2 separate regions of the Gossypium hirsutum genome follow, and region 1 is linked to region 2. A link is a contact called in public Hi-C data. All regions are on one chromosome and are shown on one strand. Each heading gives the region's core, a stretch centred on a gene start, on an enhancer-like site or on the middle of the called end of the contact. The rest is flanking DNA. Distances are from core to core; before and after follow the strand shown. Region 1 has its middle 16 kb from the start of LOC107909253. Region 2 holds the start of LOC107909257.

Region 1 (4,921 bases), core at 667-3,166, 57 kb after region 2:
TTTACTGCAAGAGTGAAGATCAAGTTGCTGATATCTTCACCAAGTCCATCAAAGTTGCTGCATTCACAAAGCTTAGAAGTGCCCTTGGCGTTTGCACTTTGGAGAACATAGTTTGATTAAACTAAAATTAGTGTTTTCAGTTTAAGGGGGGTGTTAGATATTTTATTTAATCACGTGGCTGTTAAAATTTACTTATTATTTTTTCAGTTATGATTTTCCTAGTCTTTAGGTAGTGGTTTAAATTGTCAATAAACTAGGAAGTTGTTTTTAGTGGTGTTAATCACGTCCCTTTTATTTAGTTTTTCTGTTTATATAATTGCCTATATAAAGCATTGCTTTGCTGAAATAAAGAACGAAGTTTCTAGCTCATTATTTCTATCAATGTTATGTTATTTTATCTAATCATTTTTATATTTATTATGGATATTTGTGGACTTCAAAGAAAAAAAATCAACTCTTTATTTTGTTTTAATATTAGGATAAACTACCTAGTTGGTCACCTAACTTTTTAGGGCTCTTTCATTTTAGTCACCTAAGCGTTAAATCTCTAATAACAGTTAATTGTGCATGCCATGTCAAGTTTACAATTTCATTTTGATCAACCAACTTGTAGGTCGTTTTTATTTTGGTCAAAATGTTTGAGATTTGCTTGATCCAATCTTTCAAGTTGTATACAGGATGGTTATTATTATTAAAGGTCATAATGTATTTATGTCAATTGTGTTATCTTGAGATTAATTTTGGTTGATGTTATCAAGCTTTAATAATATCAGCCAAATATAATATAAAATGAAAACCATTCAGAATAATTCATTTCTTTATTAGTTTATATTAATATAAGCAAGAGAGTATTTCGAAACAGAAAGTTCAATTTCTCAAATTCACTTTCGTTATTCAATAACTCAATAACATCTTAACTAATTTTATTTTCCTCCAACAACCTCTCTCGATAGGGTATATCAGTTTACATTCATAATTTTTAGTTCTAGGTAACAATTTGTTGAATGAATGAAATATAGATAATGGGTTGCCAAAGGACATGGCTCCAATTTAAACATCAATAATAAATCATTGATGATAACTATGGTTTTGGATACATCCTTTGGTTAATGAAACAATTGAGTTATTGGTAAGCAATTATTGAATTATCATAAATTTGAAAGCTATTATTTATTCAAGTAGGGGGTATTTAATTATTTTTGTAGTATAGGCATTATGTGGGGTGGACTCTTGCCTATTATAATGAAAACTAAATAAAAACTTGCTTTTCTTGTTGGAAATAACAAAATGGAGAATCTGTAGGCTGCCCTGGGCCTAATCTATTTGTGTAAAAAGAGTAGTGTGATGAGAACTCAGGTGAAAGTAGAGTTGAATAAAAAGTGCAGTAGGTTAAAGAGTTGTGCAACTAATAATCAAAGTCACGTACATCCTCACAAGATTTATTGGAAGGGTCACATATAAATACTGCACCATCAATATTTTATCATTCAGCTCTGTTAGCAGAAATTAAGTTTAGATATTTATCAAGTATCATTTCAAGTGAAGAATCAGTGAAATAGCCTGTCTCCACATCTAACCCTTCTTGGGCAGCAAACATCTCAACCCGGGACTGCACCCTGTCTCCTCCAACCCGGTTTGGTTCCAGAAGCATGCAAGCTATCTCAATTGAGTTTTCACCATGGACCAGACCTAGTGATTGGACCGTCGGGAGACCACCACCTCTAGCGTTCACCATCCTCGCGATTCGATAAGCTACGGAGACGTCTGTTGACATGATGGGTACATTCTATAGTCCAACCCATGGGCGTGCCCCAATCATGGTGATCCCTCTAGCTCGAGATACACGGGTTGGCCCTTCGTCGGGCTTTATAGAGAGGATTTCAGGCATTGTCCAGCCCGCCAATTGATTGCCCATGAAATTGGGCCTGTAATAGCCAAGCTCCCACCTGATGCTGTCCAAGGCCTTGCCTGTTGGGTGTGCTGCACCGTACAAAAACACTGGCACTGCAACAATAGAGAAAAGGTAACCAAAAGAACCCACAATGTGCAGAAATACATTTATAAACAGCGTTCTAAATAATTATAGAATACTAATTAGACCCACCTTGGAATAGGCTGCCAATGTCTGTTGCGACAGCCTTGGCAAGCCAAGCTGCTTCATCCAAGGATACCCGAGCCAAGGGATGCAAAATAATGTCATCAACCACACCGAGCCGAAGGTGTGTACCAGAATGCTGCTCCAGGTTTATGGTCCCATAAGCAGCCTCGACCATGGCTAGGACAGTTTGTTGCAACGAGAAAAATATCTTGCAGCATAGCAGCACCGACTGATTTGCAGCCTTTTTCTTCTGGTTAAAAAACAAGATGAAAATTTGAGAGATTGTGTATGTTGTAAAAGGGTAAAGTTAAACCTTAAGATTGTGAAAAAAAGCAGTGTATATGTTTATAAATGATAAGACTCATGGTCATGGAAGTATAGTTTTGGTCTGTTTTAGGAAAAGAAATGCAGCCTTGGGAAATTGTTTTAAGTAGCAAGCAAATTTAACACCGATACACAACCATATTTGTAAATCACCCTGTTCTTTAATAAACAACAAAAAATACATGGCTTCTAATTAAACTACCCCAGAATTCCTCAAAGAAAGAAGGAAAAAAGGAGTAACTTTGTTGGTCTTAAAGAGGTTATTTAGTACTGATGCGTGGTTAAAAACAACATGGCCTTACCTTGCTACTTGAGCTAATTTCAGTTGCTTCCTTCTTCTCATGATTTCTCATCTTCTTTCTGACTTCAACCTGAAAGTTCCCCAATACTGACTGCTGGGGGCAAGCCTCTTCTATAGCCTTTTTATGTTACGAAAGTTGAGGCCCTAGGAGACAGCAAATCCCCCATATGCTTCATAATGGACATGTAAAAACAACTGCGACACCGATGTTTATGAGTTAGCGTTTGGACATTTAAAGGAAAGGGCCCCGCAAGTCCATCACCATATCCTCAACCTTAGAAGGACAAGACCAGTTTAGCCTGGAATCATGTCCTACACATGGTGGATAGAGATACTTTTTGCCGTCTCTGGTGTTGGGAAACAAACCTCAAACCAGAAATGTTCGTGGTTACTGAAAAGAATCGGCGCCCCATCCTTTTAGGCCCTTCCCAGAGAAAAAAAGAAACGCTCACAGATTCACAAAGATGTGGATAGAATTAGGTGAGCTTTTAAAGTAAACCCACGTGACTCGCCAATTAGTGTACTAGCATTGCAAATTCCACCTCACAAATCGAAGATATTTTGCGTATTGATCTTGTGAGTTGAATACGAAAAAATATTACGCGTTTTCTTGGAAGGTAATCTGATTATTTGAGTTAGGTGGTATAGACATTTTAATTATAATTATGAACCAAAGAAAGAAAGAACTGAGAGTAGGCACGTGTTCAAGTTGTTCATATTATTGGTAGCCCTATTCTCCCACCTAAAAATAAAATATTCCAACCATATTTGTCCTTTTTTTAAAAAAATTTCATTACATTTTTTATTATTATTTCCACCATACTCGAGAAAATTAATATTAAATGGATAAGAAATCAGTACTGTGGCTACGGGACAACGCAACTAATTAATTAACAACATTTTAATAAAATGATCTAAATTCTAACATTTGTTTTAAATAAACACAACCCATTGATTTTTCAACCAAAATGGATTATTATCAAACAGGAATAGCAAGAGGACAAGAACAGTTAGAATTATTTTATTACAGACATTAAAAAATTAAAATTTAAAGAGATGCTAATTGGCTTTTTTACTCCAATCATACAAAAAAAATTAAATTCATAACTAGAATGGTATTCCAATCAAATTAATTACCAAAATGGTATGTTTTGAATAGTAACTATGGATGGTGCCTGACAAGGCAGCAGCACCACCAATTTTTTCCCACCATCATCAGACCATTATTAGGCCATAATAGGATTTCAAAAGAAGATATTTTTTATTGGTGGTGCCACCTTATACGGCCACATCGATATGAAGTAGAATCGAATTTAGTAAATGGATATAGCGGCGATGTGGCAGATACAATAAATGGATCTCTATGAAACACTGGAACGCCTAATCGCGACATTTTTGATCTATCGGATATTATGCAAATATTGTTTTCTTTGACAACATACGTCCGCAAGTTCGTTAGGAAGAATTTCCACAATTCCATGTTCTTCAACTCCACAATGGCAAACGCTATCGGTAGTAAGTTTCAGTTCCCATCTTGTGCAACCGCAATAAGGAGGATCTGTGTATATTTTCCATATAACCAGGTGTCATCAACCTGCACAAGCGACTTGCAGTAGAGAAAGGCCGCATTCATGGATCGAATGTCTAGAACATCCGGTAGAAAATTTTCTTCTCGGTTGTAGTTGGTCGTCCGAGCTGTAATAAGGTCATGTCTACGACTCAACGACAGTTCTTGGCACGTACTCCCGCATAGAGGCTATCCATCCCTGGATTTCATTGTACGACATATTCCAATCTCCGTACAACTACTCCATAACTATCTGTTTAGCTATTGTAACAGCCCGTTTTTAGTGAAATCAGAACAGTAGTTTCGGGACCACAAATCTTAGGTCAAAAGAAAATTTATTTTAATATTATTTTATAGTCTATGGTATGATAGGAATGTTGTACGAAAATTTTGTTACGAAATTTTACCGATTACACGTCTAATTTGTTAAAAAGGACTAGATTGAAAGAGGTGTAAAACTTGCTAATAATAGTGGTTAAGTGATTAAACAGCTTAACTAATAAATAAGGAGGGACTTAAGGCATAAATATGTCAAAAGAAAATAGCTGAGGCGGCATAAGCATTAAGAAGATGATAAAATGGTGTGAACTAAGGGTAAAATTGAAAATTTTGCCAATTTAATGAAACAAAT
Region 2 (5,149 bases), core at 170-2,669:
AAGCCAAAGAGCAGCAATGGCGTTTAACGAAGAAGAGCTTCATCAAACTGATTTATGAATGAAATGTGGTTCCCTTATGCTGTTAGCTTCAAATGTACTCTGAATTGATTTTTCTGTTTCAATCAAGGCATCCTCTGCAATAAAGATATTAAAAATGTATCGATACTTTCTGAAATAACTTACAAATTTATTTGAAGGGTTAATGACAAATTTTGCACATATTTTATCAAAATAATCCTAACTGTATTTCGAGCTTTATTTTATCATCAATTTTTGTTATTTTGTAAGAGATTTGATGAACTGAGATATAATTTATTATTAAGGTAACCCAATAAAATAATTACACGTGGAGAATAATAAATGTAATTATTAAGATGCATGAAAATAACTCTTAATTTAAAGAAAATAAAGGTGATTATTTAAAAAAAAGGTTTCAAAATGAATGCATACATTTGTTTACTGGAGGGTTTCAAAAAGATAATTAATAAATTAAATTGAAAATACTGAATATGTGCATTTATTTTGAAATATTTATTTAGATAATTACGTTTATTTTCTTTATATTAAGAGTTATTTTTTAACTTCATGAATTATTTATTTTATTATTTTTCACATGTAATTATTTTATTAGGTTATCTAAGTAATAAATTACATCTCATTAAAAATATTTCACATATGAAATTTCACATCTTTTCGTCGGTACTTTCACCATATCTGTTAAAAAAATTCAGAAAAAATATTAATAGCAATAAAAAAAACTCAAAAATACAATTAGGACCATTTTGATAAAACATGTAAATATTAGTGATCAAATTTATTATTAAGCTTTATTTTAACAATTTTAACGTTTTCATTCTTAACAAGCATTATGAACAAACACATATTGTAATTAATCATTTATTTTTCAATAAAAATATTTAGTTAAAATTAATGTATAAGTAAACCAAAATTTAATTAAAATAAATAAAAATATATAAATTTTAATTTAAAAAACCATCATAAACAAATATCAAATTGTATCCATAGGCATGAATTGATACATAATTTAAATTCAAGAGTAAAATAAAAAGAATGTAATTAATAAATTTAAAGTGTATGTAATAGAAATATACTAACATATATTTTATTTTATTTTATTAAAAAATTAGATGGACGAATGAGGTAAAGGAAAATGATATGGCCTCAACCTAATCGCTCCACTTCCTTCCTTTATTGCGACCCACCTCTCCCCATATTTTCCTTCTCTATACGTGTACGGTCAACATTCAGATGCCGCACACGTGTCTTAAATCTAAAGGGGTACTTAAACATCGAGCAACTATTTCCCTCGATGTAATGATCAGAATCAGACACCCAAAGTTGCTCGGCTTTTAACCCCCCCCCCCCCAACCCCGCCTATATATATATCTGTCCCCTCAGACTCGCCTAGACAAATAATTGTCCTCTCTCTCCTTCTTTTTTTAACAGCTAAGTGCTGTATATAACTGTTTAAGGGTACTGAGTGGTTCAACTCGGAGGTTCACAGCCTTGGGCTAGTCAAGTTGAAAAAGAAGAAGAAAAATCATGGTATGTTTCTGTTTTCTGGTTGATCAGACAAAGAAAGTGAGCAAAAGTAAGCCGGCGGCAGGGTTTTGCTCGAGGTGTGGCGGAGGGGCAAGTGTAGCTGATATGAAAACGTGTACAAGGTTTTGCTACGTGCCGTTTTACTGGAAATCGTGGAAGGCAATTATATGCACTTTTTGTGGAGCCATTCTTCGATCTTACCGTTGAATTCATGGAATACTTGTGTTTTCTGCAACTTTTGTTTTTACTATTTTTGCAAGGTCTAAGTTGGAGATGAACTTCAATCTTTCATAATTAGATCAAAGGAGAGCGGTGTCCTCCTCCTTTATCATCCGCAGTTAACAAAGCTTTTATCTATATAAACATAGCACTAGCAGTATATTAAAACAGATTGATCTGAGATCTGATGGATGAGCTTATGAGTCATCGTTTCCAATGATTGGCTGAAAAGGACTTCATTGTTAAAGATTTGTACTTTGAACTGTAAATGTAAGTAAAAGGTTTTCTTTTGCCCTATTAGCTACTGTTCTAAAATCGCGTTTCATAAATGTTTCGTTTACGTCAAAAAGGTGGGCAGTTAGTGGGTATAAGCTGTGTGCATTTTATGTAGAAACGTATGAAACATAAACTAGTAATCTATTTTCTACAAATTTGCAAAGATAATTAATGATTTAATTTGTTGGGAAAAAAAAAACATATAAAACGTTAATTAAGTGAGAGGTGAAGAATTTGTGAGATCGCTGCGGACCATGTACGTATGATATGGACTGTTGTGGTTAGGTATTGTCCCTAAACCTGTATGACTATGTTCTTGCCTTTTGTACATAGGAAGATATTTGGCTATAAACAAATATGCAATACAACTAGCTAGGGTCGCTAAAACCTAAGGTTTCGATCACAGGAAAAGGCAAGTTGATTAAGTGGATGGACAACCGACCATGATGCCCTTCCATGTTGGGAACTGAACTGATGAAAGGCATAATGGTTAAGTCTCATTGGCTAAGCATTTGGTAGAATATAATTTCACAGGTCAAAAAACCATTAAATAGAAAGGCAAAGGTGCATGAATGTATAGCTGTTGGTTAGGAAGTTAAGTCACACAGCACAGAAGCTAGCTCACACTTTTCTATCTATGTAAACAAAAATTGTACTTGGGGTTAAAGAGTTGAAGACATTAATATCACAGGGGTGTTGCACAGAATTAAATAAGGTGCATATGGAAAGAAACACAAGGGTATAAAGGGCGTTTTCGATCGCTTTCCTTTTTCTTGCTGGGAAAGACCTTTTTGCTGTTTGGCTTTGTTAATATACACGACAAACTGGCAGTCCATACTAAATTTTGTTAATAATTTACAGCTTTCAACATTTTATGGTCCCCCTACTTAATAAGGTTACTTCTCCTCTGATTTTACCATCCCTCACAAATGCTATTTAAAGGTTGTTCAGATGCGATTTTTAATAAAATAAGTAATATTTGATGCATAATGATTAGTTAATAATAAGATAGTATTGTTAAAAAAAACTGAAAATAAATATTATTAATTCTATTTAACCTAATTAAATATTAAATATTATTATTTTATTTTTCTTTTGGATTTAAGATTTTGATTTTCAAATGTTTTTGAATTTATTTTTTTAATAATTATAATTTATATTTATTTTTAAAATAACATTATTTATATTTATTTTTAAATCCTTATTTTACGGTAATGATAATGTCCTATTTTAGTATAAACACTAAATGATTTGTTTGGATTCTTGGATGAAGATAGTATAATGAATAAAGAAGGAAGCAATGATTCTAATAGAACATCCGAAGATTGCACTCTCAAGATGTTGGTGATGAGTTTCCTAATTGCTTCATTCTATTAGAATCATTGCAATGAATAAAGAAGGAAGCAATGATGCAAAATGACCATATTTGAATTTGGAATCAAGCCCAATCAGTGAATGCATTTTTCAACAATTGATTCATTGTTCCACTTTTATCACAATCATGCCAAATTGAAAAGGTTTAGCATAGTGAAGAGTTTGGTGTATAAAAAGGGTGGTGAAGTCCCCAAATATGCCCTCTTATCTTGTGATAAATATGATAAATCTCGTCGTAATAGGAGTAGCAGAGAAATAGTTGTTTTGCAAAAGTCAATATTGTATTAGATGATGATGGGTGTTGGCATGTAACTAGAGTACTCACAAACCATTGTCATGAACTTTTTCTTCACATGTTTAGGCTTATGTTTGCACATAGGCATGTGTTGAATCAATTAAAGAAAAACTTTGAGGCAGATGATATGGAAAACATTCAAATTGTTAGGAACATTAATGGTCAAAGTTCAATAAAGCTGTTCAAATGAAATGCAATGTTTAGCTGAGGATTGTAGAAGTTAATTTTATTCATGCTAACCTATCCTCCTTAGGTGTGCTTTGGTTTAACACAAAAATGTTGGGACATTTGGATAGTTGTTCATAATGTGGGTATCTACCATGGGAGACATTCATCATTATTGCATTTTCACAAACTCATGTAGATGTAGAATCCACCAAAAATAAAACTCCTACGCCTAAAACAAAATTTAAATTTGGCAGTTAGGGAAGTAGGGTCGATCCTACATGATTGGTCTAACTAGTTTTGAGATTCCTTACAACTAGAGTATCTTATGGGTAATTCCATGCTTGTGACTTCTGCAATATTGCGTAAAACAAGAAAGAGGAAGTTTAAAGTATACGAAAATAAATAAATAAAATTGAAACACCACTAAAACAAAAGGTAAAGAGCAAATTTGAAAATAAAGTAGAATAAACCAATTTAATAAAAACTCTAGGCTCGGGTACGGTGTCAGTTTCAATTTTGAAATTGATTATAGATTATGAATGTCTTTTTTACTATATGATAAATCGATTAAAGTGATCGAGGAACAACTTCAAACCACTAATCATTTCCTAGTTGTAAATTAATTGCGGAAGTAGCCTAACAATTAACCCTTGTCAAATAAACAACCTTAAGAGCAGCTCCTATAATTTAATTCTTTGATAGCCTTGCGAATGAGAGGAACATGACTTTAATTAACGATCTCAACTATACGGATTATTTAAATTAGATCGCTTGATCCCATGACGTCACCCAATTGCACACCTAATCGAACTACACCAATTTTTTCTATAGTAAAATAAATTAACAATTATGAATTGAATTATTTCTTTTACCAACTATTTATTGTTCCAAACATCAAATAAGAGACCCTTCTCGAAACGATGCCTAGAACGATGCTATGAGATGATCCTATTTATCTCAAACTTGAAGAAAAAGAGATTACCAAGGCGAGAAAGAGTTGAAGTGTGGATTTGGATCTTACAATTCAAACACCGAGTTTTTCTCAACCTTTGGCTAGATAGAACGTAGCTACTCAAGTACTCATAAAAATATTATTGAAGGGGAATTGTTTATTCAAAAGAAAATAAAAACTTAAAACAACCATAGTTATGGTAGTTGTGCTTCCCTCCCCTTCAATGTAATAATATATATAATAGTTATGGTAGTTGTGATTCCTCTCCTTCAATGTAATAATATATATAATAAAACCTAAAG

The links. A called contact is a pair of places that touch in the nucleus more often than the background predicts.
Region 1: a Hi-C map of leaf shows a contact between it and region 2, with 1.6 times the contacts expected there. The contact joins the enhancer-like site here to the promoter of LOC107909257 in region 2. A contact is called at or near these places in 4 of 34 Hi-C or Micro-C datasets (anther, hypocotyl and leaf).

Annotation. Positions count from the first base shown.
Region 1 is chrD02:66,138,490-66,143,410 of Gossypium_hirsutum_v2.1, forward strand. It overlaps the pseudogene LOC107909254. Among protein-coding and RNA genes, the nearest start is that of LOC107909253, 16 kb to the right of the region's middle. Within about 2 kb of position 1,917, at least 9 of the 9 cell types and tissues checked have an H3K27ac peak or open chromatin away from gene starts, as enhancers often do. A contact at or near this core is called in hypocotyl and leaf, where this site is marked.
Region 2 is chrD02:66,082,158-66,087,306 of Gossypium_hirsutum_v2.1, forward strand. It overlaps LOC107909257, which reads left to right and starts at 1,420. Exons shown (of 1, transcript XM_016836724.2): 1 at 1,420-2,079. The coding sequence starts at 1,564. The coding sequence ends at 1,770. LOC107909259 (pentatricopeptide repeat-containing protein At1g03540) reads right to left here and starts at 164. Exons shown (of 1, transcript XM_016836728.2): 1 at 1-164. The coding sequence starts at 43.